Linked DNA regions of Ovis aries: region 1 is linked to region 2. Evidence: chromatin contacts called from public Hi-C data. All regions are on one chromosome and are shown on one strand. The core of a region is the stretch at or near the end of the contact, and the rest is flanking DNA. Distances in the headings are between cores, read along the strand shown. Region 1 holds the start of KLC3 (kinesin light chain 3). Region 2 holds the start of APOE (apolipoprotein E).

Region 1 (6,724 bases), core at 3,203-5,702, 340 kb after region 2:
TTCTCCAGGGGAGCTTCTTGACCCAGGGATCAAGCCAGGGTCTCCTGGATTGAAGGCATATTCTTTACCATCTGAATCACAAGGGAAGCCACCTAAGTGAGGACAATTCTATAACCTATTACCACAAAAATACAGTGAAACACATCACCCCAAAATGCAGGAGCTTAAAAGCGGATGTAGGGCTGGCTGAGAGTTGGTTGTTTTGGGCTGGGTGAGACTGGGAAGCTTTGTTTTATACCATTATGTTAAAAATGGGACAACAGGCTCAAAATGCTGGGTCATGTCATAAAATCAAGACTTAATGACAGTTGTGGCTCTCCCGGAGACTGAATCTTAAACCAGCCATTCAGATCAGCTCTAGTTGGGTAATCTGCCCAGATAGGTGCCTGCTGTCCCTAAAGGAAAGTGACCTCACCATAACCAGTCTGCTTTTTTGCCTGCTTTGTTGTTCCAGGAACTTTCTTGTTCCTGCTCCCTTCCTCCTATAAGAGTCTTCCGTTTTGTTTAGTTCCTCGAAGCTCCTTTCTGTCTGCTAGATTGGGTGCTGCTTGATTTGAATGGATTTTAAGTAAACGCAATAAAATGTTAACATGCCTCAGTGTATCTTTTAACAATATGGAGATGTTGTGGTAAGAGGGAACACACAGGGGCTGTGTCATGCCTCCATTGGGATGCAAGAGGGAATCTTCAAAGCCCCTGAGATCTAAGCTCAGAACTGGGAGGACTGTCACTTGTGCCCCTCTGCGATTGGCCAAAGCAAGTCACCACACCCAAAGTCAAAGCCATCATTACCCTCCAGGGGTCAGGTTTTTCTCATTTGCGTTTTTCTTAAATGGTCACTCACGCTCAGTCACACACAATTCATTTCTGTGGACTAGCTCAGGAGGATATTAGAAACTGGTAATCATGTCTGCCAAAATCACTGCAGATGGTGATTGCAGCCTTGAAATTAAGACACTTACTCCTTGGAAGGAAAGTCATGACCAATCTAGACAGCATATTAAAATGAAGAAACATTACTTTGCCAACAAAGGTCTGTCTCGTCAAGGCTATGGTTTTCCAATAGTCATGTATGGATGTAAGAGTTGGACTATAAGAAAGCTGAGAGCCGAAGAATTAATGCTTTTGAACTGTGGTGTTGGAGAAGACTCCTGAGACTCCTGGACTGCAAGGAGATCCAACAAGTCCATCCTAAAGGAGATCAGTCCTGAGTGTTCATTGGAAGGACTGCTGTTGAAGCTGAAATGCCAATACTTTGGCCACCTGATGCGAAGAGCTGACTCATTTGAAAAGACCCTGACACTAGGAAAGATTGAGGGCAGGCAGAGAAGGGGACGACAGCGGATGAGATGGTTGGATGGCATCACCAACTCAATGGAGATGAGTTTGGGTAAACTCTGGGAGTTGGTGATGGACTGGGAGGCCTGGCGTGCTGTGGTCCATGGGGTCTCGAAGAGTCGGACAAGACTGAGTGACTGAACTAAACCAAATCATGTCTGCTTCTTGGAAGAGTATCTGGGGATCAAGGAGAGACAAAGACCAACTTTTCATTCTGTAATCTTTTGTTATCTCTGAGCATCCTTCTGACACCACTTTTTTTTAAATTTTTATTTATTTATTTGGCTGCATTGGGTTTTTGTTGTGTCATGCATGATTTTTCATCGCAGTGCAAGGATTCTAGTTGTCTCACACGGGCTCAGTAGTTGTGATGAGTAGGCTTGGTTGCCTTTTAAAGGGATTACTCATTAATCCCCACATCAGCCTCACAAAATAGGTTACCCTTGTGAGTCCATTTCTACAGACCAGGACCGTGAGGGCCAGAGAGCTTGGCTCCTGGCTCAGGGATTGTACAGCCAACAAATGACGGAGCAGGGATGTGCCTTAAACCATCTGACTCGGTGCACTGGTTTGGGGTGAGCGTGTGGCAGTTCCAGAAACAGTGACCAGTGTCCTGAGGCCAGAACAATCGGGGACAAAGCCTCAGCTGCCCTCTTCCACCCTGTTCCCTAGACGTACCTGGAGAAGTAAGAGCGTGAGTTTGAGTTTGATTTTCCATCAGTCAGTCAACAGCCATTGTCAGTGCCTTCTCTGTGCTCAGGCTGTGCTGGGGAATGTGCCTTGGCTTTGTCAGTCCTTCTGGTGTTCCAGCGAGGGAGAGAGACATGTGATGACCTAGAGTGGGCAGGGTTGGAATGTGGGAGCCTAGACGGTCGCAGGAGCCCAGGAAGGTCGTATCCTCCAGCGAGAGGTTCCTGCAGGCGGGAGCATCTGCACTGAGGCTCCGAGAATAGGGGAGTGGTGCCATAGTCTGGTGCCTAGTCCACGGGACAGCAGCGCCCTCTGCTGGATATATACTATAGTGCAGTGATACTATAGTATCACTGGGATACTGCAGGGTTTGGCAAAGCAGGCGATCATGCTAAAATCCTGTGAGCCTATCTTTGGCCAATTTATGTTTCTAGGACTTGATTTATTGAGTAAGTCACTCAACAGGTATTTATTGAGCACCTACTTTGCACCACCTTGTTCTGTTGCTAAAGATAACATGCTTACAACACAAAGCCCTGCCTTCAGGGAGCTGGCATTCTAAGGTTGTTGTTCAGTAGCTCAGTCATGTCCGACTCTTTGAACTGCAGCACGCCAGGCTTCCCTGTCCTTCACCATCTTCCAGAGGTTGCTCAGATTCATGTCCATTGAGTCAGTGATGTCATCCAAACATCTCATCCTCTGTCTTCCCCTTCTTCTCCTTCCTGCCCTCAATCTTTTGCAACATCAGGGTCTTTTCTAATGAGTCAGCTTTTCGAATCAGGTGGCCAAAGTACTGGAGCTTCAGCTTCAGCATCAGCCCTTCCAATGAATATTCAGGACTGATTTCCTTTAGGATTGACTGCTTGGATATCCTTGCAGTCCAAGGGACCCACAAGAGTCTTCTCAAACACCACAGTTCAAAAGCGTCAATTCTTCAATGCTCAGCCTTATTGTCCAACTCTCACATCTATACATGACTACTGGAAAAACCATACCTTTGAGTGTATGGACATTTGTTGGCAATGTTTCTGCTTTTTAATACGCTGTCTAGACTGGTCATAGCTTTTCTTCCAAGGAGCAAGCATGTTTTAAATTTCATGGCTGCAGTCAAGATCTGCAGTGATTTTGGAGCCCAAGAAAGTAAATCTGTCACTGTTTCCATTGTTTCCCCATCTAGTCACCATGAAGTAATGGGACCAGATGCCATGTTCTTAGTTTTTTAAATGTTGAATTTTAAGCCAGTTTTTTTTTTTTTTACTCTCCTCTTTCACTATTGTCAAGAGGCTTTTTAGTTCCTCTTCGTTTTCTACCATAAGGGTGGTGTCATCTGTGTATCTGAGGTTATTGATATTTCTCCTGGCAATCTTGATTCCAGCTTGTGCTTCATCTAGCCCAGGATTTTGCATGATGTACTCTGCATACAAGTTAAATAAGCAGGGTGACAATATACAGCCTTGATGTACACCTTTCCCTGGGGGAGAACAATAATGCATCTGTGCTGAGTTGCTTCAGTTGTGTCTGACTCTTTGTGACCCAAAGGACTGTAGCCTGCCAGACTTCTGTGTCCATGGGATTCTCCAGGCAAGAATACTGGAGTGGACTGCCATGCCCTCCTCTAGGGGATCTTCCCAAACCAGGGATCGCACTCGCATCTCTTATATCTCCTGCATAGGCAGGTGGTTTTTCTTTTTTTAGCTCCGCTTGGAAAGCCGAACCAATAATATAACACCACAAAATCAGCAGCTAATATTTGCTAAATGCTTCCAATCCATATATTAAGGCATTCAGTCCTCACAGCTTTTGACTAATCCATTAGAGATCAGGGAAACGGAGACAGAGAGGTTAAGTTACTGTCCAAAGCCTGCACAGCCAGTAAATGGTGAAACATGATGTGAACTCAGAGCCAGATTTTTAGCCTCGCCAATAACCTGATGTAACATAACACAGTAATTATAATGTTATATAATTTTAGGTCCTGAAAAAATTTATTAACAAAATCAAGCAGATAAATGAGGTTGTGTTTCGGTGGGAAGGGTGTATTTTAGAAGCGGCAAGGAAGGCCTCTCGGAGGAAACGGCCTTTGAAAAAGGACAAGCGTCGAGATGTATGTGGAGAGATTTCCAAAGCGGGCGCACAGCCGAGGCGAAGGGCCGGAGGCTGGCCTTGCAAGAAAGCCATCCGTCTGGGATGTAAAGTTTCTAAGATTTCGAGTTTCCAAGATTCTAGTTTCGCGGAGACTCTCATTTCCCGCGCGCCTGCAATCATCTCGGATTCGACGTGCCGCAGAGACTACCGGCTAAACGCGCGCACAAGGCTCTGCTACTCCCGCAGCGCTGGGGCGGCTGGGCTTAACTTTCCAGGAGCGGCGGGCGGGGCCGGTCTCACCTGCGGGGCGGGGCTGCGGGCCGCCCCGCCCCGCCCCGCGGAGGAGCCGCCCGCGGCCGGAGACTGCGGGCGCAGCTGCGGGCGGCGGCCGTGCGTGCGCAGCGCGGAGAAGCGGGACTTGGAGCCGTTCGCGGTCAGTTGGGCGCCAGGAGTGTGGGGGGGAGTCCCAGGAGCCGAGAGGATGGAGGCGGGGGCAGAGGGTGTGGGCTGGGCCTGGCACACCCCTGGGACCAATGGCCTGGAGACGGGGACGGGCCTTGGGGTCCCTGGACGCCCCCTGTCCCGCTCTCGGGCTCTCCCGGGTCTGGAGGGCGCGCTGGGGCCGCGCCCCCTCTCTCGGGGCGCAGGTAAACAGGCGCGAGGACGGGGCGGGGCCTGGGAAAGGGAGGGGGCCCTTGTGACGGCCCGGCCGGCTGGCAGGCTGGCGGGCTGTGAAACCGGGGTGCGCGGGGCTCAGCCGGCCGGCCAGGGGTAAGTTGTGTGGTTTGGGGAGCGGTCCATACACTCCCGCTGCAAGTGTATATGTGCGTGGATATTGGGCGTGAGTGTGCACGAGAGATGGTGTAGAAAGCTCAGATGTGTGTGATGGTGTCAAACGGTGCGTACAGATGTGGGTACAGGTTGGTACCGGGGATGGCCTGTCCGTTTAGCCCTGCGAGGGCACCAAAGGACCGTGTGAATGATGTGAAACTTTCAGTGGTGTGAAAATGTGGGCCACCTCTGATGGTGAGTCTGTAATGCTGTGTGTGTGTGTGTGTTTGGCAGAGTTGAACTGTTTATAGGGTTAGGTATGTGACCGAGAAATTGCATGGCCGTGGTTGTCTCTCTGATGGTAAGACTGGTGGGGGCGGGGATGGCAGGGAGGTGTGTGCTGTGGGGTACAGGATGGATGTGTGGAGTGTGACTGATTATTGTGGTCAGCTGTGTGCTGGTACACACGAGGCTGAGCAGGTGAAGGGGAGTGTGCTGTTTGGGAGGATGTGTGAGTGTGGGAGACGTGTCAAGGACAGTCCGAGTGATGCGTGGCTGTGGTCGAGCTGTATGTATCTCTGTGAGCGGTACTCTATGAGGCCGTGTCTGGAACAGTCGACTCAGCTGTTCGAGGTTGTGCTTGATGTTGTAGGAGGTTGTATACGTGAATAAGGGTCATGGTTGTCAAGATGACTCAATGAACTGGCGTGGTCGTGAGTGATCATTTATAGGACTTGCGTGTAAGGTGTGAAGCTGTTAATAAGTCTGATGTGATATACGCACACACATGTACAACGTACATGGAGATCGATATGTGCGTGAACACATACACATAGGGAAAGAGGGAGATTCGGGGTGGAGAGCCTGCAGTGTGCAAAACCCCTGTGGTTGCACACCTGCCCTTGCTCTGTGTCTGAGTGGATGTGATTGTGAGCATGTGCGCAGGTGTGAAAAGCGCAGCGCTGCTTTCGGGGATGCCACGGGTGGAGTGAAGTCAGCCTGCGAGTCTGTGCATGAGAACGTGGAACTCTGTGTGTCTCCGTGTGTCTGTGCCGTGGGCACCCGCTTGCGAAGGTGTAGGAGCCAGCATCGGGTCATTCGCACATTCGTGCGTGAAACTCTAGTGTGTCTGTGTGTGGCCGGGCAGGGGCGGTGGAGGAAGCGGGGAGGAACGATGACAGGTCCACCGCGAGTCCTGGGAGCCGAGAGGGAGGGAGGCGTGGGATGGAGGGCTGGCGCTGGCAGGATGTGGAGGTGTGGGAGAGTGCATGTTCAAGGAGACAGTCCGAATGGGAGTGACTTGGGATTGGGTTTCATTTTCACAAGTGAAGAGGGGTGAGGGAGGGGGGTTTATTTGTGTGCTGGCTTTTAGTTTCAGGGGTGCAGCAAAGTGATTCGGTTGGATTTTCTCTTTATTTTTCCCATTGTTTTCCACTGTAAGTTATTATAATATATTGAGCACAGTTCCCTGAGGTTTACAGTAGATTCTTGTTGGTTATTGATTTTACATGTGTATATGTTAACCCCAGTCTATCCCTCCGCACCCTCTGCCCCCTTTGGTAACCATACGTTGTTTTCTGTCTGGCGTTTTATTTCTCCTTCTTATCGTTTGGTTTGTTTTTGGCTGTGCTGGGTCTTCCTTGCTGCGTGGGCTTCTCGTCGAGGTGGGTTCTCCTGTTGCAGAGTACAGGCTCTAGGCGCTTGGCCTCCACAGTTTCAGCTCCCCGGCTCTAGAGCGCACGCTCAGTAGTCGTGGTACACTGGCTTATTGCTCTGTGGCATATGGATCTTCCCGGACCAGGAATTGAATCTGTGTCTCCCACATTCTCAGATGGATTCT
Region 2 (6,685 bases), core at 1,877-4,376:
CTCAAGCTTCTTAAGGCAGAGAAAGGGAAATATATAAGCGCGTACGAATTGGCTTCTCCGGAGATCGCCTGGGACGCGGGTTATTTAACTCACCTGGGCTTTTGTCGATACCCAATCAAGCTCACCAAGGCAGAGAAAGCATTTCAAGTTTCAGGAGAAGTGGTCCTAGACAAAGTGATATTCTGGTTCAAACACATACAACAACGGGAGAAAGCACGCTGGACTCCCCTCTCCCTCTGGGACTTGGCCGGCAAAGCCCTTTTCAATCCTATCAGGGAAGAAGCCGAGTGGCAATTTAAGTGCTTCATCGAGTGGAAATATCAGAAGTATCTGGGGTACCAGAAACTCCGCCAACAGGAGAAGGGACACTCCCGGAAAGGTAGGCAAAATGGGAGGAAACAGATCTAAGGCAACCATACTGACCACTGTGATCAAAAGTTTCAAAAAGGGGTTCAGAGGAGACTATGGGGTAAAAATGACACCTGGCCGGCTGTGCACCCTCTTCAAGGTCGAATCGTCTGCTATGGGAGTTGGCTGGCCACCAGAGGGCACAGTGGACTTGAAAATAATAAAAGCAGTCTAGGTGATAGTCACGGGGAAGCCTGGACATCCGACCGGTTCCCGTACATACTCCCGGCTACAGCTGGCCCAAGATTCCTCTACCATGGGCACGATTTTATATTCAAAATGGAGAAGGAAAAAGGCACAGAAACTGATGATAAAAAAGTGATTCTACAGGATCCAAATGAGGAACTTCCTCCCCCACTGTACTGGACGATGAACCGGCCCTCAGATGTGTCAGCCAGGCCGGGGCCTTAACAGCCACCAGACGGAGGCCACAGGACATCCCAGCATCAACGCTGTCCCCGGCCCTTCCTTCAGCCCCCCCCCAGGGGTCGCAGAGCCACCACCCCAGCAGGATCTGACCCCAGCGGGAGGGACCACTGGATACCACCCTCCGGATTCAGCTCCTACCCCAGAGGCACAACCTAAGCTCTATCCACCGCCAACACCCCCACCTCCCCAAGAGTACCGATGAGAAAGGGAGGGGAACACTGGAATTAAACAGAGACTGTTCTCTGCCAAGGAGTTAGAGGAAAAGACACCATTTCAGATGCCCCTTAGGGAAGTCCAGCAGGCCTGCATACAGGGGAAAGACAGTAATTATCACCAGGCTCCCGTGGCCTACTACTATCAACTATTTTTGTCTACTGATATCTTGAACTGGCAAAAATATACGCCACCATATTCAGAGGAGCCACAGGATATGATGAGATTGATGGAAACTATTTTTTGTACCCGCCGACTGACATGGGACGATATTATCCAATTATTAACTTCCCTCTTCAGTACGGAAGAACAGTATAGAATTCTTACTGAAGCAAAGAAATGGCTGCTAGAAATGGTTCCAGAAGGAACTGTAAACCCACAAATGTGGGTGAAACAAACCCTCCCCGATGACAGACCTAATTGGGACTATAATACAGACGAGGGGAGAAACTAATTAGACAGATAGCGTACAGCCATCTACAGGGACTAAAAAGAGGAGCCCGCAGGCCTACAGATAAGGCAAGACCTGCCGGAGTAGTGCAACAAGGGGCCGAGCCCCTTTCTGAATTTTATGAAAGACTGTGTGAGGCTTATAGACTCTATACGCTGATCGGCCTCGAAGCCAGGGGCTCTCACATCATTATAAACTCAACATTTGTGTCACAGGCTTATCCTGATATTAAAAGAAAGCTCCAGAAGCTGGATGGAGTATTATCAATGTCCAGCTCCCAACTAGTTGAAATTGCAAACAAAATATTCAGAAACAGAGATGTGGAAGCCAAGAAAGAAACTGAAAAACTGAGCAGACCAGAGATTTGCAATGCTAGCCGTGGCCTTGGGAAGGCCTGCCAGGCTGCCCACGAAAGCCCCTCCCTCCTGGAGACGAGACCACTCCCTCAGGAAACCTCCACGAAAGCCTAGGTCCACGTTACAGCCCAATCAGCGTGCCTGGTGCCGAGGGTTTGGCCGCTGGAAAAACCAATGTCCTAAAACCACTAAAAGCCGGGAATCAACCAGTACAGTGGCAAGCCTTGACGGATGAGAGACTGAATAGGGATGCCGGGGCTCAGAGACACAGGTCCACAAGAGCCCATGATAACATTAAAAGCAGGGGACCAACTTACTGACTTCATGGTGGATACCGGAGCAGGATTGTCAGTAGCAACTGAACCCACGGCACCTCTCTCGAAAAAGGCCACTGCCATAACTGGGATACCTGGAAAGGAAATGATTAAACAATTCTGTAAGCCCTAAAAGTGCCAGATGGCGGGGGCCACCAAGTGACTCATGAGTTCTTATATATCCCTGAATGCCCAGTACCTCTACCAGGAAGAGATCTACTCTCTCAACTGGGATCACAAGTGACCTTTTCCCCCCACGAACACCCCACTTTGCACATTGACCCGCCCAGCTACTTACTTACTCTCCCTCTCAGTTACCCCACAAGATGAATGGAGGTTACATGAATATACTGAGAAAAGACTAGAGGGGATGAACGGCCGGGAGGAAACACTGGCTCAACAACTGCCCGAGGTCTGAGCAGAAGGAAACCCCCCTGGGCTCGCCAAACACCATGCTCCAATAATAATAGAACTTAAGCCCAGTGCCACCCCGGTTAGAAAACGCCAGTATCCATTGCCCCTGGAGGCTCGTCTCGGCATACTGCCACATTTATATAGACTGAAACTGGCCGGCATCCTGATTGAATGCCAATCAGAATGAAATACACCAATCCTGCCAGTTAAAAAGGAAGGGGGACAGGACTATAGGCCAATACAAGATTTAAGGCTGGTCAGCCAAGCTTCCATGACCCTGCAACCCACAGTCCCAAACCTATATACCTTACTCAGCTTCCTCCCTCGAAGTGCAAAAGTTCTATCCTTGTCTGGACTTAAAAGATGCCTTTTTCTGTACACACCTAGCCCAGGTATCACCACCAATTTTTGCTTTCGAATGGGAAGACCCAACAGGGGGCGCCAAACAACAACTAACCTGGACCCCCCTCCCCTGAGGGTTTAAAAATTCTCCAACCATTTTTGAAGAAGCCCTGGCTTCGGACTTAGGCGCATTTCAGCCAGAAAAGTTTGGTTGTTGGCTGCTGCAATACGTGGACAATCTGCTCCTGGCCGCTGAGAACAAGGATGATTGCTGGGAAGGAACCAAGGCCTCGCTGGGACTGCTGATAGAGGCTGGTTACCCGGTCTCGAAAAAGAAGGCTCGGATCTGCCAGGAGGAGGTGAGGTATCTGGGATTTGTTCTAAAGAGGGGCACAAGGCTGTTGGGCCAGTCCAGCGCCATGCCTCTATCTGGGATGGACGGGCTCCCACGGCGCGTATCACCTCTACAGAGGGGTGATATGACTATGAGGTTTTTTTGCATCAAGTAAGACAACAAAAATCAAGGATAGAATGGCATTAGACATCCTCACCGCCTCACAGGGAGGAACCTGTGCCATACTTAAGGTTGAATGTTGTGTATGGAACCTGTGCCATACTTAAGGCTGACCGTTGTATATACATTCCTGATTTATCTGGCACTGTAACGACTGCTTTGGGTGACATGAGGGACCAAGCAAAAGCAATGTCAGATGAAAATATTCCCTTCTGGACCTCGGTCCTATCTTGGGTAAAGGGTGACTGGTGTGAAACTGCGCTCACTGTCATTTTAATAGTTCTGTTATCCGGCCCTTGCACTTTACAACATGTTGTTAACTTTGTAACCTAGAGACGAACCTCACTTTCCCAGATCGGTGTTAGGAGGCCTAGGGTACAATATATTCCTATGAGTGATGCTCCCACTGAGAGTTAGGAGCATCAAGAGAGAGGAATAAAAGAGGAAAGTGGGCAAAGCGGACTCCATCTTGGCTGCAGGACCCCATTTTAGACTTCTTGAAAACTTTGGACTACATGCCGGGGTGTTCTCCCAGTGGACTTTGAGCTTTGTGCCTGGAATCTATAAAAGCAACATTCCAACTGAAAAACAGACCCCTGGATAAAGGGACTCCAGAACTTGTTCCTGGACTTTCTGTCGCCGAAAAGAATATACTAATCTACCCCAGAGGAAAACAAATTGTTATCTGCACAAAACCTATTGATATATGTTAGCCTAATTAGGTGTCTGGACTAATATATGAATCATGATTTAGCCCCTTCACATTATCCAGGCTAGTTTTGAGGAATTCGGGGAGGAGGGTTTGAGCATGTACACTTAGGGTATATAAGGTTGTCACAAAAACTGACCGGGTCCTTGGCTAAGAGAAGACTCTGCCTTGGGCCCACTGGTGTAATAAACTGCACTCCACTATTTGCGTTGTCCTTCTGAGTGAGTTTACTTCCCAGAGAGCAGAGAGTGTGGCTACAACACTCTCAATTCAGGATGCCCGTCTGTGAAACAGCTGGGGCTCATGAACAGGGCTGCAAGGGAGGGAGGGACAGGAGTGTTCACTGTGGCCCAGCACAGAACTGAAGTCCAACATGGGGCCACTGTTTGCCAGCTAACCCTACTTGTTCTCAGTACACACAGTAGCCTGTTGCTTCACCGAATGACGGTGTTAAGTGCAACTCTTTTCCTGGTTTTGTGGACCAAGAAACTGGATGTTCAGAGAGGCTGGGTCGTTGGCTCAGGGTCACACAGCTGACAACTGGCAGAGCCTGGATTCAGGCCTGAGCAGTTTGGTTCTGGAATCCACAGTCCTAAGCAGGCACAGTCCTGAAGCATGCTTCAGGCCCCACTGAAGGAACAATACACAGTTGGGACAAATGCTGGATTTTCAGGTCTCAACCGGGGAAGGGGGCTCAAGAGAGGCACTCTCCTGTGCCCAAGGGAAGAGGGCAAGAGGGAGCTCATGGTAAAGTCCAGATTGCACTCTCAAAGCCTGGGCTTGTAGCAGATACCTTGTACTGTCCCCAGAACTCCTATCCCATTTCTATCCAGCCAGCCAGCTCCCTTCCCCCTCCCTACCCAGAGTCCCAACCCCCTCCTTCCTCTAACCAGGGATTTCAGGCCCCCAGTCCTTTCCCCAAATTCTATTCATCCATCCGCTGGAAAAGAGAAGGGCAGGGGATGGGTGCTGTGGGCAGTGGCCTGTTCCAGCCCCTTCCATGCCCACTGTCCCAGCCCTCACCAGCTCACCTACCCACCAGGATGGAGGAAGCCGCCTGAGTTACTGGGTGAGAAGTCATCTTTTCAAGGGGGCTGGGAGTGGGGGCTGCCAGGCCTCCAGGCCCCACCCCCTCCCCTCCTTGCTGTGTGTGAAGGGGGAGGACAGCCCACCTCGTGACCTGAGGGGGCTGGCCCAGCTTGCCCCAGCTCAGGAGAAGTGGGCGGGCCAGGGGGGAGCCCTATAATTGGACGAATCTGGGATCCGTGAGTCCCTGCTCAATCCCGGAGGCGAAGGACGCGGTTTCCGGAGGCGAAGAGCGCGGTGAGAAGCAGAGCTGGGGGCCACGGAGACCAGCTCAGGGCTTCTGTGGGGGACGGGCTGCGGGAGAGGTGGACGAGGTGACGGTCCGACGCCGCCCGGACCAGGACAAAAGCTTGAGCAGAGGAGGAGACCAGAGACAGGGGACTGGACCTAGAGGGGTGGGGAGCAGGCGTATCCCGTTTGGACTGGAAGGTGGGTTCAGGGGAGCAGCTGGACCTGCAGGAAAAACCAGACGAGAGATAGCAAAAACCCACTAACTGTTACTGCTGTTTACTGAGCACCTACTGGATGCCCACAATTGTCCTAAGATTTTCGGTAAGGGAGGCTCAGGGGCGGCGGCACGGTAGCTAAAGCGTGGGTTGAAGGACTTCTAAATGAGGATTAAATTAGCGAATATGCGGATGACAGCGTTTAGATGTGAAGTTGGAGCTGAGAATGGGAAGATACAGAGGGGAATGCGAGGTTGGAACTTTAGAAAGTCCAGCCGGGGCTCTCGGGGAACTCCGGGATGGAGGGGAAGGCGGGTTGAGTGGAATCTGAACCCTGGGAGAGGGATGGAATTAAGGCGGCGGCAGACCTGGGGATGGGGAGATAAGAGAAGACAATGAGGAAATGAAATAGACAATGTAGGGGCCGCTGGGTAAATATTTGGAATTGGATTAGGATGTTGCTGGGAGCGAGGCTTTGAAGGCTAAAACCGGGTGGGGCGGGGCTCTGAGGGGGAGGGAGTCCCCCCACCCCCCGGGGTTGAGTGACAATTTCTCCCTCCTTCAGGTTGGCCAATCGCAAGCCAGAAGATGAAGGTTCTGTGGGTTGCCCTGGTGGTCGCGCTTCTGGCAGGTATGGGGGCGGAGCTTGCCCAGGTTCTTTGCCCCACCCCCTCCCATCCTCAGCTTGCCGTCCTCCCGTCCGTGGTCCGTGGGTCCTCTCATCTGCTGGTCTGTCTCCCCGGGTCTGAGGTCTCTCTGACATTCCTTGGTTCTGAGCTGCAGTTTTACTTTCTCAGAGCCTCAGTTTCCCCATCCTTTTAAAATGAGAGTTTCTAGCGCACTGCTGTCAGGCAGGTAGTGAGGAGCAGCTAAGTGTCAGAGGTGATTATTCTCTATCTGGGGCTGTTTTATTCTCTATCGCCCCAGCGTGGCAGTACGTGGACCACACATAATCCATGCTTATCAAGAGCTTAAACCGGCTGGGCGTCTCTCCACCCCATCT

What was found. A called contact is a pair of places that touch in the nucleus more often than the background predicts.
Region 1: a contact with region 2 is called in a Hi-C map of tail adipose tissue, with 9 times the contacts expected there. The contact joins the promoter of KLC3 here to the promoter of APOE in region 2. A contact is called at or near these places in 3 of 16 Hi-C or Micro-C datasets (blood, liver and tail adipose tissue).

The regions. Positions count from the first base shown.
Region 1 is chr14:52,755,541-52,762,264 of ARS-UI_Ramb_v3.0, forward strand. KLC3 (kinesin light chain 3) reads left to right here and starts at 4,453. Exons shown (of 13, transcript XM_042232175.2): 1 at 4,453-4,546.
Region 2 is chr14:52,421,756-52,428,440 of ARS-UI_Ramb_v3.0, forward strand. It overlaps APOE (apolipoprotein E), which reads left to right and starts at 3,127. Exons shown (of 4, transcript XM_027978460.2): 1 at 3,127-3,286; 2 at 6,248-6,313. The coding sequence starts at 6,271. LOC105616899 (a long non-coding RNA gene) reads right to left here and starts at 5,237. Exons shown (of 4, transcript XR_006056203.2): 1 at 5,182-5,237; 2 at 2,175-2,266; 3 at 94-165.